2 separate regions of the Manis pentadactyla genome follow, and region 2 is linked to region 1. A link is a contact called in public Hi-C data. All regions are on one chromosome and are shown on one strand. Each heading gives the region's core, a stretch centred on a gene start, on an enhancer-like site or on the middle of the called end of the contact. The rest is flanking DNA. Distances are from core to core; before and after follow the strand shown. Region 1 holds the start of TOMM5 (translocase of outer mitochondrial membrane 5). Region 2 holds the start of TRMT10B (tRNA methyltransferase 10B).

Region 1 (2,769 bases), core at 86-2,585:
TTTCCATGGCCCCTGCTGCATTTCAGAATCAATGTAGCCTTTCTAAATACTCTCAAAGAGTTGGATGGAGGATATTCCTTGGAAGTCAGCCCCTCCCATTCCAGAGCAGCTTCTGCTATTCCACCGCATGAATTACAGATGCAAGAGGTTACTAAAGCCTGAATGTCTTGCATTCTGTCAATCAGGAAGGTGGGCACTAATGTTTGTAGTCATCAGTTGCTTCCATAGTAAATTACTGTTTAATTTATCCAAAGTCGATTGTGGATATGCCATGTTCAGTCAAGAAGAAACACTCTGGTTTTGAATTATGTGAGCAGTTCAGTCATCTGGTTCATGTCTAAGAATTATACATGGTTAGTTAGCATGCATAATTTGGGGCAACACTGTTTTGATGACTCTGTGACAGGAAATGTCACTGCATTAAACTCCTACGTTCTAACTCCAGTGATGCCCACACATGCGGGCACTAACTGTTAATGGAGGAGCAGTAGGGTGCAGGGGAAAAATAAATTGACTTGACACTGTAATTATCTGTGCTGGAACCCTGCCTCTGCCCATCATTAGCAGAATAACTTATAAGCAGTCCACTTGGTTTCTAAATCTCCCTCTCCTCATCTGTAACATGCTGAACAGATCTGAACTTGTTTTATATATATTATTGGGCCAATGGTATAATTTGTATGGATCAGTTAACTACAGAACGAGAATACAGCATTTATATGGAAAATGTTTAAAGCTCTTGTCTCTGGGTCCCACAGGCCTAAGTATAACACTATTCTGCATTTACTAGTTATGCAAACGAGCAAGTTTCAGCATCTTATCACGAAAAAGTTCACACACACAAAGACTAGAATAATTAAAATGGTGCATTAGTCACCAACTTAATCAATTTTCAATATTTTGCTAATATCGTTTCATCTCTCTTCCTCAACACATTTTTTCCCCCTGGAGATATTTTAAAGCACATTTGGGCGTTTTAAAACTCTCTGTGCTTCAATTTTCTCATCTAGGAAATGAAGATTATAGTATCTAACTCATGGCGTAGAACTGCACTGAGTACTCGATAAATGTTAGCTATTATTATTACTTATGGTGGTACCTCTATGCACCGCCCCCTCAGGGGTTGTAAAAGCACTTTGCCTTACAGCGTGTCCAACTTCAGACACAGGATCTTAAAGCACCATCCTGGAGAAAGCAGACCGTGTCCTGCGTTGCTAAGACTGCGGCCGCCCCCTTCAGGCATCCTTCGCCAGAACAGCTCGGTCAGGAAGGACTTTGTCCCTTGCAGGCTCCTGTTGCCGCGTGCGAAGATGAGGGGCGGAAATAGGAAATGGGGTTGGGCCGAGTTCCGGGCGCGAGGTGGCCCCGGGACCGAGCAGAGCGCGCCGCTCGTAGTCGGTGGCAGAGCCGCGATGTTCCGCATCGAGGGCCTCGCGCCGAAGCTGGACCCTGAGGAAATGAAACGGAAGATGCGCGAGGATGTGATCTCCTCCATACGGAACTTTCTCATTTACGTCGCCCTGCTGCGAGTCAGTGAGTGTCGCTTCAGGCTGTGGCCATGAGATCTGCAGGGAGCCTGCCAGCACTGCCCCCCAGCTCTTTCCCTACGGCCTTTGGTGGCCTTTGAGCTGAGCGGGCATGAGGAGCAAGGGGCTTGCGCGGCTTAGGGTGTGCGGGTCAGGGTCAGGGTGCCCGAGTCCACGTGGTGGCCCGGACTGCGGGGAGAATCGCCCAGCCCTAGCGTTCGAACCGAAAGGTTATCCCCCAGAGCAACTCGTTTTGTAGGCAGAGAAGCAGAGATCGAGAATTAGAGAAGTGGCCGGTTCAAGGTCACTCATCGGGTCAGTGAATGATCTTGACCTAGAATCCAAAATTCTTAATTCAGTACCAGGTTTCCTTCCTCCAGTGCTGACTTTTGAAACCCAAGAGGTTTTGTGCCTCTTTGAACATTTATAGTTGCTTTTTTTTTTTTTGAAGGAATGATAAAAAGATACGGGTCTACAGGATGAACGATATTACGTCAGGGATTGTTTGATTTTATATTTGGCAGAAACTATTTGCAGTGCCAGGTCTCGACAGTAGCCTTTGCGGGAGACAGGGCCTAAGATAAGAGTTACAGGCACACCGAGTATTAGAGCTGGATGCAGCTTTGTAGATCGTTCCTAGTTTTACTGACATGAATCTCAGAAGTGATTTGCCTTGCTCTCCTCATTCTCAGTTCAGTATTCTTTTCATTGCCCCTTGCTATATATTGTTGGCAGGTCTGGGTGGAGAGGCAGGGATGATTCAAATCAATGAAGGCCATACCACGGTCATTCTGCAGAAGGCTCTTGTCGAACCTAGGCCAGAGTCCACTGAGGCCAGTCAGTGCCATCCATTGTCTGGTATTACTCTGCTCCCAGGAGAGGGAGCCCTGGTGACAGCAACTCCCAGATCATCCTGCTGCTTCACGGGCTTTTTGCAACTCCCAGCTTTATTTCCTTCTCTTATGTTTTTGTTGACTTAGCTGCTGGTAAGATACGTGCTCATTCTCAGTGACCTTTATATCTGATATGAATTGATTTAGAAAAAAATACAGAATACTGTTCTGCATTAGCACTTTTTAAATAGAGACAGAATTCATGTATTATACAATTCACCCATTTAAAGTGTGCAGTTCAGTGGTTCATAGTATAATCAGACTTATGCAGCCATCATCACAATCTATTTTAGGACGTTTTCCTTCTCTCTAAAAGAAACAGCATGCCCATTAGTTGTCATTCCCCATTT
Region 2 (2,769 bases), core at 199-2,698, 140 kb before region 1:
GATGTTTTCCGGACCAGGAACTGGGGATACAGTGAGTTTGAAAATCAGACAAAGGCAACTCCAACCACTACCAGAAGAGTCTGCTGGGCACTAGCAGAGACCACATCTTTTTCATCTTTGCATCTTTTGTGGCCAGCATAAGGCCTTGCACAGAATAGAAACTCAGTAAATATTGAATAGAAGCTTGCCACCTAGTGATCCTCAGAAAGCAATGGTAAAGGTGGGCATCCAGAAGCAGAGATATATTTAATCTGTGAGACATTAAGCCCAGGTTCAGCATTTTGCTTCTTCATTATAAAAAATATGTCCTGAGCCTCCATTACAGGTCCTGTGCCAGGTACTGGGGTTATTCAGTTAATTATTCATTTAACAAATATTTACTAAGCTCTTGACATGTTAAAGATTTGGGGATGATGTTCATTCTGCCTTCATGGGGCTCCAATTATCTGACTCAGCCTTGCATGATAGCTGGTCTGTTTCCCCACTAGATTATAAACCCTTCCAGGGAAGAGGGGACGAGGAATTCACATGCACACACACACCTCCCCTTACTCAGTATAGAGCCTCACAAAATAAAAGCATCCTATGTGTTTGGTAATCATGCCACTCTTCGGCTTAGAACCATGAAGCATTCTCCATTTCACTTACAGTAAATAACCCAAATCCTTACAACAGCCTATACTGATCATTAAGGTCTACGTCCCCCAACAATTGTCCTCTGACTGTCTAGTGGTCTACTATTCCTCAAACATACCAAGCAAGGCCTTTGCGCTTGCTGTTCTCTCTCTCTCCAAAGCTCTTCCCCTAGGTAATTAAAGGACTACCTTCCTAACTTCATTCAGATTTTCACTATCTAGTATGGTACGTATTATTTTTTTGTCTGAATTTCCCCTTCCTATAATGTAAGCAAATGTTCTGTTTGCTTTGTTTACTACTATATCCTCTACGCCTAGAAGAAGGTTTGGCATATAATAAACTCAATAAATCCTCCCTTGCACCCCTATTTCTGAGTTGACAGAGGCCTCAGATATTTTCTAACCCGTCCCACCTGATGAGCATACCCCTGGGCACTAAGTGTGGACAGCCTCTGTTTGCACATTTCCCAGTTTCTCATTCTGCTTTAGTCCACCGAAGCTGGCTCCACTTCTCTGGTACCTTCATCACAAGAACACCTCGACGCCAGGCCTGACAGTACCCGCCTGTGGGCCCCGCCTGGCCCTCTGGCTGCGAGCGAGAGTGGAAGCAGGAAGGGACAGCAACAAGAAGGTAGGTGACCCCAGGCCACACGACTGTTGAACGCCGCTTCTCTGGCGCCTTCTCCGCTCACGAACTAGGCTGCAATCCCAAGTCAGACCCCAGAGCCCCTTTCCCGCCAGGCAACGACCCTCCAGCATACCTGAATCTTTCACCTCACGCGGTGCGAGCCGCTCTCATAGGGCCCCGACTCTAGCCTCACTTCCGGTTCCTGCCCCGCCCCATGGCATTGTGGGAATCGTAGTTCTCAGCCTGCCCCCTTCTCTACAAGGACCAGAGCCAGCAGGCTTGGGCTTCCACATCCGACTCTGGCACTAGGGAGCTGCTACCCGCTGGAAGTGTTACCGCACCTCTCTGAGCTTCGGTTCCCTGTCTGTTAGCTGGGAAGTATAATCCCAGCTCCTTCCCGACTCACAGAGTCGCTGAAGGTGGCCAGGAGCTTTGATGTCTGTGAAGGACTGAACATTGCAAAACTGGGCTGAAACCAGACTTGACCCAGCTTGCAGCCTGGGCACCTTGTCCTGCCCTGGGTTTCCCCACGACCAGCAGGGCCCATGAGCTGACACAGCCCCCCTCACCACTACCTAGCTGTCCAGACTCACAACAGAGTTATCTGGGCTTGAGCAGGTAACAGTGAGTCTAGCCTCTGCCCACTCTCCCTTTTCCATCTCGCATCACATATCCACAGGGAAACTGAGGCTCAAGGACCTGCAACAACTCGCCTTAAGCCATGGCCTGATAAAAACTATCAGCCACTCTTCACTTTATTCCTGCAGTCCTAGGGGGCTCATGCTTTCAGAGAGATCCTAACATGAACGAGCCTGAAATAGCTCCTGCCCAAGAAACCACAGTCCTGCTGGATCCCTCCTCGGCCCCACACTGTTTCCTCCTCTGGACTTGTCTTCCATAGCTCCTCTAGCACCTCCCACTTGGCCCCAGTCCATGCTTCAATCCATCCTTTACCTCCTACTGGAGCATTTTTAAATGCTAAAATGAAACATTCTTTTTCCCTCAAAAGGCTTTTTATAAAACCAGCTCTAATGTGTCTTCTCTGCTCAGAGGCTGGCCCTGCCTTCCCAGTCAGCAGAGCTTGCAAGGTGGCTCAAATTGTCTTCAACAGTTCCCATCACACCTACCAGTTCTTACACACTTTGCACTCAGCCATACTGAATACCTGTCTCCTCTTCCTACCACTGCTCTTTCGTCACTTCACCTTTGAATGACTTCATGGCCACCTCCCCATAAGAAAGGCCTCCTAGCTGGTCTCACTGCCCACTCCCTACCCCCACTTCCCAGCCTCCACCCATTTGCCAAGTGACTATGTGTCACCCTACTCCAAACCATCAGTGGCTTCATTGTCCTTGGATGTAAAATCTCACCTTCCCGAGACCTTTCACAGCTGCCCCTCCAACCTTATCATTTTCTCCAGCTTGCTGTGTTCTAGTTGCACCTGTGTTCTTGAATTGCTTCAAACACACTAAAGGCCTTTGGGGATCCTATTCCCTTTCCTCTCCC

Evidence for each region. Hi-C and Micro-C count contacts between places; a contact is called where the count stands out from the background.
Region 2: a contact with region 1 is called in a Hi-C map of skin fibroblasts, with 4 times the contacts expected there. The contact joins the promoter of TRMT10B here to the promoter of TOMM5 in region 1. A contact is called at or near these places in 2 of 3 Hi-C or Micro-C datasets (fibroblasts and skin fibroblasts).

The regions. Positions count from the first base shown.
Region 1 is chr3:187,717,366-187,720,134 of mManPen7.hap1, reverse strand. TOMM5 (translocase of outer mitochondrial membrane 5) reads left to right here and starts at 1,335. Exons shown (of 2, transcript XM_036888339.2): 1 at 1,335-1,533. The coding sequence starts at 1,413.
Region 2 is chr3:187,858,575-187,861,343 of mManPen7.hap1, reverse strand. TRMT10B (tRNA methyltransferase 10B) reads right to left here and starts at 1,448. Exons shown (of 10, transcript XM_036888398.2): 1 at 1,397-1,448.